Linked DNA regions of Gossypium arboreum: all the other regions are linked to region 3. A link is a contact called in public Hi-C data. All regions are on one chromosome and are shown on one strand. The core of a region is the stretch at or near the end of the contact, and the rest is flanking DNA. Distances in the headings are between cores, read along the strand shown. Region 1 holds the start of LOC108486659 (BTB/POZ domain-containing protein NPY1-like). Region 2 holds the start of LOC108484529 (transmembrane 9 superfamily member 8-like). Region 3 holds the start of LOC108486273.

Region 1 (2,861 bases), core at 262-2,761, 400 kb after region 3:
TTATCCATTTACATGATGCCACGTATGCTATGTAAGGTCTTAATTACACGTGTTCAAAATGTATTGCGAGACACAAAGCGACCAAGCTAATACTTTATTCACAGGAAAATCCACCGAAGCGTAAGAGAATAATAATAATAGTAGTAATAATAAAAAGAAAAAGCTAGCGTAAAAAAGTAAAAACGACAAGCTACGTGTCAAATTCAAAAAAAAAAAAAAAGCAAAGCAAAGCACGCACGAAACAAGAAGCGCGTAAGAGTAAGCACAGGGTGGCAAGAGAAAGTAAATAAAAGAGGAAAGAGAGGGCAACGCCGTAAAAGAAAAAGGTTGCGTGCTTTTACGGCATTATAAAAAGTCTTTCAAATCCACTCTGTAACACTGTCCATTGACATTTTTTATTTATTTATTTTGTGGTTTAATTTATTAAACGCCCCCAATTATGCTTCAAATTTTAAACTGGTTCTTAAATTTCATAATGTTCAAATTGAATATTTAAAGTATTAATATCGTATTAATTGAAACCTTCCGTTAATTTAAAGTTCAGTTAGATTTGGTTAATTTTCTTTTATGAATTTTTTAACCTCCATAATATTTCAATTTGATTACTATTTTTCCATTTTATTTTTGGGCATTGGATTTTTTACTTTATTTTAATAAAATTTCAAAGTTTTCCATAAAAGTTTTCAAGCATATGAAAAATAATCAAGGACTCTTATACGATATTTTTAAGAAATACATTTTAACATAATATTTTTCACTATTTTAAATATAAAAGATTTATTTTAAATCTTAAAAAGTAAATTTAATTATAAATTAAATAAAATATAGAACTCGATTCAGTTCAATTAATTGTAGTTGAGTCTTAACTTGATTGACATTGGCATTGTTGTCATTGCAGGAGGATGTATATTTGAACGCGTTGAAGCACATTTATCCTTCTGTTTAAGGATTGGGAGAAATTATGAATAATTTTAAATATAGTAAAAAAAAGAATTATGGTTCTTAAACTTGTGAACCTAAACTATTGAAATACAATCAGTTTGGATTGATTTTTAGTTTCTCAGTTTTTTTTGCTCATGCTAGTAGCCATTAACTCGGATGTTATATGTTAACACAAAATTGATACGTAACATGTTTAAAACATATTGATTAAGTTATAAATATTACATACTTATGATATTACATACTTATGTCTAAAAAAATTGCATACTTAGTGAATGAATAACTTAAATTTGATGTATTAAAAAGGAAATAAATTTTCTAACACTTGATTATGATTATAATTTAATTTAGGTATTTTAAATTTTATATATGTAAAATCAGAATTCACATTTGATCTCTACATTGATATAACGCTTTATACAAAAGAATTCAACTAAAATATTTTGAAATTGAAGAGTTAATTTAAAATTTGAGTGATAATTTAGGGACGTTGGCGGCAATTAAACCACGTTTACATAAACGGTTTTGAAGAGAGTAATAACTAAAGGGGATTAGATGAGGTAAACAAGTGCATCTAAAAGAGTAGATGATCACCATACATCACGTACACAGATATATACATATAGGTGTGTGTAGTGTGTATATATTATTATGCATATATCAGTCTTTATCATCGTATAATAATAAAAGTGAGAAGAGGAGGGCAATAAGGAAAGAGATTGAATCATCGATATATGCGCCTTTAGGCAGAGGAGGATTTAGAGAATAAGAGAAAGATCTTTTGATATCAGCAAATCAAGCTGATTTAAAAGCAAAGGCGGCGAGAATTCTATTGATATGATGTATCCAATATTAACAAGCCCATCATTCTCTCACATATGACTCTTTCTTTACTTTTGGCCTTTTCTCTCCTACCATCTTTCTCTTTTTTTTCCCTCTATAAACCCATAAATTTACAATCTTCCCTTCGCTTGTCTTTTTTGGTTTTTTGATCCTTCTTGTATTTCTGGTTTTTGGTTATTGGTTTTTGTTAGTGAACTTTGTTTGGTAATTAAGATTAAAGCTTCATCAATGTCTTCCTAAAATGTGGCAGCTGAGAAATGGGATGAGAACAATCCGGAAGAAGATAAGGAAGATAGGAATGTTGATGTTTCTGTTGTTGTCTCAGTCCAATGGTTATTAGATATTCTCCTTGGCTACTTGGTGTTGATTTTGCTTGTTATCTTCAGAATTTTAAGTACATAAATTAGTTATTTTTAAGTCCCAAAATTTTCTCTGGAAAAAAAGAGAGGCTATTTCTTTGCCTCTGCTACTTGGTTTGGTTTTATTCAGCTGATAGATATAGACAGGGAAAGAAAGGAACGTTCTCGTTGGCACATGGTATGGCTAATAGCTTCACAGCCACAAGGAATTTAGGTCAGCTTGTCGTGTTTTTTTAAAGGGATTTTATCCTATTCTTTTTCTCTTTTGTGAACATATTTTCTGAAGAAAAAAGAGTAAACATGAAGTTTATGAAACTTGGCTCCAAGCCTGACGCCTTCCAAGCTGATGGCAAATGCATCCGGTAAGATGGGTTTCACTCACATTATTTTCTTTTCCCGTTTTAAATTGTTCTTTAGCTTTCTGTTATCTCCATTTGATTTGGTTTTGTTTTCCATCATGGTGTCTGTTCCAGACATGTTTAACTATGTTTGGTGTTTGACTCTAGGTTTGTTCTTACGGTTTCTTAGATGTAAGCTTAACTCTAGCCTTCATTGGTTTTCTACTGAAATATGTATATTTTATCTGATGCATTTGAAAATTTATCTTTGTTTTGTCAACTGATTTTTGCATTGATTGAGGGGTTCTTTTAAAATATACCTTAAGAAATAGAAAACTTTTAGCGGTTAATCATTCCATCGGAAAAGTCACAACTTTAA
Region 2 (2,888 bases), core at 221-2,720, 350 kb after region 3:
TTATTATATTTACCCCGGCATATTGGCCTTTAAGCCCAATATGGTAGCCAAGCTGATAAACAGTATTAGAAGCCTGATCTAATCTTTTAATAGGGACAACAAGGGGAAGGTTATCCAGGATCCTGTCAAATGAATCACTAATTAATCAGAGAAAGAACTTCAGAACAACCACTATGAGATTAATAGATGAATTCCATGTCCGAAAACACAACTAGCATACATATTGACTCGATATTCATCGTCAATCTTCACTTTAAACTGCTTTGCAGTTTTGGCATCAATCATAATCCGGCAAAGAGCAGTACACAATTGTGGCTCTTGCATTGTAAACTGCATTAATTCAAGTGAAAGAGAACATTTTAACAACCAAACACTAAACAATCTGCATCATTATCATCAGAGATACTAAAACTAACTGCATAAGGAGAGTTTTCAATACGGTCACCACGAAGCACTTCCCCAAGATTCTCCGCACTGTCCACTATCTTTTCTGGTGTACAAAAAGGAAGCGAATAATAGGAGTAAGGAAGTTGTGTCTTTATAGACGTCAATTTGTTCACTTTCACTTTCAAAGGATCTCCCTGCAATCCACAACAAAAGGAATCAATAACTAAACAAAAACACAATAAACACTCCCAAATATAGCAGCACTAGAGAGATACTAAAGTGACTTAACAAAAAGTCATTATCGATTAGGTAAACAAGATAAGCACTACGTAAGGTGCTAGTCAACATCAAGCATGTTTGCATCAGAGCAATGTATGTATTAAAATCTTTTTCGGTACAACAATTCCTAATTTTAAGCAATAACCATCCTCGGTTGCATTATAAAACACGAGCAGCATAGCTTACGAAAGTCAGATGCGTTGGATAAAATAAGATATGGAATCAAATATATTTAAATGAGAACTAACAAAGCCTCATTTCCAGTTACAAACAGAATTTTTTAAAATTTTCATTTATTGCCTCCTCATACTGATAGTGATACGATTCCTATTATAATTCTATAAGAACCAAACAATTAAAGTGAAGATACGAATTCAAAGCTAGATCAAACGGAACAAAGCAGATCAAGCAAGAGACATAAACAAAAAAAATGTAAAGCGAAACGAGAGGAGAGGAGACCTTTTGGAAGTCCTCGGGGGCGACGCCGGGAAGGTAGAAGCAGTGAACGCCGTGGATCAGAGACAGGAAGAGAAGCGCCGGAATCATTGCCGTCGAGCGTTTATTGTGGATAGATCTCGATTGAGATTCCATTATGATGGTGGAGAAACTATCTTTGATTATTTTTTTTAACTTGGAAACAGAAAGAGAGCGTTTTGGGGGAGTGTTATAAGGAGAAGAAGACGACCACCAAAAACCAAGAGAAGCTGGCGGGAACCTGATTTCTGTTCCCCTTTGTTCTGATACAGTGCGCTTGTGGTGATTTATTCTTCTTGTGACATGTGTCCACATAGATTTAAATTAGGGTTAAAATGTGTCATACTATTAGTAAATTTTAAATTTAGTTGTTGTACTTTACGAATTTATTTTTTTATTTTTAGATTTTAAATTTTAAATTAAATTATTAATACTATTAAAATTATTTTATTACATTTATTAATTCAGTTTCATTACAAAGTTATTTTAATTAAAACATTATTTTATTACATTTATTAATTCAGGTTTCATTACAAAGTTATTTTTAATTAAAACAACTGAGATTTTTTTATTTTAAAATGTTACACCAAAAATTTTAATAAAAAGAATTTCATACCGTTAACAATTGAATTTGAATTTTGAAATCTAGAAAGTAAAGAGACTAAACTCTTGGAAATAAAAATATAAGGATTAAATTTCAAATTTACAATGAGTATGGAGACCTATGACACATTTTAATCTTAAATTAGTCTTAAAACTTTACAAACATTTCATTCGCAAGAATGGAATAGAGTAAGAATCGAATAGCTATGTTGTGAGAATAGAATAGAGACATAATAAGTATTACATAGTTTCTTCACTTAATAAAAATATATGTAATAGTATTATTTTATTTGGTTGAATAAATTTGTGTATAGAAATTTATAATGAATAAGTATAAAATGAAATTAATATCCTTTAACAAAATAAATTATATTTTATTTGTATTATTATAAATTTATAGAAATTTAATAATAAAATATGGAAAAATTAATACAAACTTTTTTTTGTAAAATTTGTATCTATAAATTTTTACTAATTTTTATTATATTTAATATTTGATAAATTAAACTTAAGAACTTATTTGAAAGTATAATTAATAATCATCCCTTAAATTTAAAAGAAAATTATATAATGAAAAAAGAAGGAAAATCAGATATGATATGTCTTTAGAAATAATCGTAAGTAGCATATATAAAACGACGATCTTTACTTAACACAATGGTATTTATTGTATTAAACTAATGCCAATCCCATAATTTAATGACAATAAATATTATAAAAATAATAATTATTAACCATATTTAATCTATGCAAAATCCTTTATCGAAGCAGTTGATAATTTTATGATATTATAAAAAAATAAAAAATAAAACTACAGGAATTGAATAATAAGTAACGTTGATAACAATATATTAATTTTTTTAAATTGACAATACATATTTTTAATGTAATATGTACTTTTAATTATAAAATGCAATATATATTAAATAAACTTAAATATTAAATAAAATGAATAATATATTTATGAATACTAAAATTATTTTTTTCGACTTTAGAATATGTTAATGTTTAATTTTGATTATTCAAAAAAATCATTAAATTATTTTTAAAATATTGAAAATTTTAAATTTAAATTTGTTGCATCCTACTTCATTGTCTTTCTTATATAATAATAAAAGTAAAAATATTAATTAAAAATATTTTGC
Region 3 (2,878 bases), core at 376-2,875:
AGGATCGATACCAGGAAGAGAAGATGGTCTTCTTTCACCGGCTTCATTGATACTGAAATTCTTAGGCTTAACCGTTTTGCTTTGCAGGTAGGGATTTTGTGATTGAACAGAATCTTGCTCTAGTTCAGGTTGTCGAGACTTGATCGTTGATAAATAGCTGTACCTCTGTCGTAAGAATCTAGAAGTGAGACGAAAAACAACATAATCTTAATAGGTTATCAAGTATCCGTCTTGATCACTATCTAAAACATGCAAAAATCCATACAAATTCGTGAAATAGATACAGTACCGAACTTCGGCCAAAAGGGTTTCTCGCCTCTGGTTCACTGTCTGCAATTTTTTCTTCTTTGAAACAAATTCCTAGTGCACAAAAACAGGTAGATTCATTAAGACTGGAGATATAAACACATAAAAAAAATTGGATCTTTATATTCTATATCATCAACAACACTTAAACTATGCCAACTCAAGTACATAAAACAGGTAGATTATAACTGGACACATAAACATATGAAAGTTTAGATCCTTATATTCTATACCATCAACAACAACGCCTAACCTATGCCAACTAAAGTGCATAAAACAGGTGTAATAATCAAAGAAAAAACTAAAATTTTAGGCAGAAACTAAAATTTTAGGCAGAAACAAACTCAATATCAACATCCTATATGCTGCAGAATCAAAACAAGAATCTAAAACTAATGAATTGATGTAATAAAAGAACTGTTTGATGATAAAAAAGAATGCGGCCTAGTTTTTGTCATATAGAAGGACTACAAAATAAGTAATTGAGGCAAAGGACTAACCTTTTGCAATTGCAAGAATTCCTGGAGTAGGGTTTGATGCTTCAATCTAGCCCTAGTTCCTTCATCAACCGAGTTCACAGAAACCCTTTTCATCTTTAATTATTAAAATTGAAACCCAATTATCTTTTTTTTAAATAAACCTTTCTCAAGAATATATATAGGCAAAAAGAGATGATCTTTTGCCCTAAAATTTATAGCCCAGAAAACCGTATCCCATTCCAATTAGGAGAAATAAAAAAGAAAATCCAAAGAACCCAAAAAAGCACTTGTTTTTATTAACTTGTTCAAATTGAAAAATCAAAACTTGAAGAAAAAGCAAGACGCCGTTCAAGGCGGAATTTTTATTGAAAGATAAAGAAAAAGGAAATAATAAGGAAGATGGGGAGAGAAAAGACAACTTTCTCTGAAACTGGATGGAGAATGTGAGAACCCAAAAAAGCCCATGAAGAAGAACATGGAAAGACTTTGAGTTGAAGGAGTGATGGGAAGATAGCGGTACAGAGAAGGGTAAATGCGGGAATTAAGAAAGTTCATATTTTTAATTTTTGGGGAATAGAGAGAGAGAGCTCTGTGGTTGGAGGACAATTGAAGACATATCTCCTTCTTTATCTGTCTTAGCTTTTCATATTTCTTTTTTTTTTTTGAATATTTAGGGGGTTTGTTTAGTACAATGGTAAAAGCTGGCTGGACCATTTTAGACAGAGAAAGGAAGGATGTTTGGATAATGGGAAGGCAGGACATAAATGGCTACTGTTTTGTTTTCATGGGACTGGGGGTTGCAGTTTTTCCTGCAAAGAAAGAACCTTTTACATGGTTGGACTTGGCTGGATGGCCAGCACAGCTACAATATATATATATATTAATTACTCGTATTAGTGTTTTAAAAGATCGTCTTTTGCAAAGTTAACAAAGTGAATGGAAGCTGTGCACCTGGTAGGTATCCGAAACAGAGGAGGTGAGCCATGAAGGCTACTTAAGTACCAGACTCTCGATTGGATCCAATCCTAGACATGCCCACAACCATCGCCACACTTTGATAAACGAGTTGAAATTCATTTGAGTAGATATTTTTGATAAACCGGTTAATCGTGTCGTTGCGTTATTTTGAAAACGAGTATCATTTTGTAAATGCGCCCTAAGTCTAGCCCATTTGAATTGTTATCAGAAATATTTAGAGTTATTAAAAATAATATAATCCCAGAAAAATATTTAAAATGGCCTTATTACAACCCAAAAATAAATAGTATTTAAGATAAACTAAAGGAAACCGGTTACTTGTTGTAAAGTCCAAGAGCGATCACCGTGGCCACGCTGAATCCCCTCTGGCTCCAAGTCCCTACATCAAGGCTCACCTGGAAGGATAAGGAAGGAGGGGTGAGTTTGGAAACTCAGTGTGCAACAAGCCCCTTTCAGATCCCAACCAATATCAGCATACTGGGCCTAAGCCCAAGTTCAGTTTCAATATATACTGGGCCGAAGCCTTTCGTTTAACGGTTACTGGGCCAAAGCCTTTACTGTAATCGGTATGGCCCATAGGCCCATTTCAATATCACATGCAATATTAATGGATGTATGCAAGCTCGTTTGGGGAGACTACTTAACCCACCAACCGTTACTCTCCACCCGTACCAACCAAGCTCTCCATGTGGGGAATAACTCAACCCACCCAACCAAACTCTCCACTGGCAGCATAGCTACTTTATCATATAACTGGAGGCCTAGCCTCTTTTAATAACTGGGGCAAAGCCCTTTTCGGTAAACTGGGGCAAAGCCCTTTTAGCACTTCCTCCGTTCATATAAAACCCAACCCATGCATATGTGAATATATCATGGCATATCATGTGCATATCATGGCATATCATGTACGCATATCATGTACAAAAGCATGTATCACATGCATCTTAATTATAACATAACCCTAGGGGTATAATGGTCATTTTCACCTAGGGGCAAAAAGGTCATTTTCACATTGTAAGGGTAATTTAATTTCTCTATCAATTATTAGGGTTTTCCATGCTCATTATCAATTATCAATAATTTCAAGTGTTAAATCAACGATTCTAGCCCATTTT

The links. Hi-C and Micro-C count contacts between places; a contact is called where the count stands out from the background.
Region 1: a Hi-C map of leaf shows a contact between it and region 3, with 5 times the contacts expected there. The contact joins the promoter of LOC108486659 here to the promoter of LOC108486273 in region 3. A contact is called at or near these places in 2 of 5 Hi-C or Micro-C datasets (both in leaf).
Region 2: a Hi-C map of leaf shows a contact between it and region 3, with 6 times the contacts expected there. The contact joins the promoter of LOC108484529 here to the promoter of LOC108486273 in region 3. A contact is called at or near these places in 2 of 5 Hi-C or Micro-C datasets (both in leaf).

The regions. Positions count from the first base shown.
Region 1 is chr6:98,892,528-98,895,388 of ASM2569848v2, forward strand. LOC108486659 (BTB/POZ domain-containing protein NPY1-like) reads left to right here and starts at 1,512. Exons shown (of 4, transcript XM_017790826.2): 1 at 1,512-2,506. The coding sequence starts at 2,445.
Region 2 is chr6:98,841,892-98,844,779 of ASM2569848v2, forward strand. It overlaps LOC108484529 (transmembrane 9 superfamily member 8-like), which reads right to left and starts at 1,471. Exons shown (of 7, transcript XM_017788348.2): 1 at 1,126-1,471; 2 at 417-581; 3 at 221-330; 4 at 14-122. The coding sequence starts at 1,455.
Region 3 is chr6:98,493,447-98,496,324 of ASM2569848v2, forward strand. LOC108486273 reads right to left here and starts at 1,626. Exons shown (of 4, transcript XM_017790238.2): 1 at 807-1,626; 2 at 290-360; 3 at 12-178. The coding sequence starts at 899.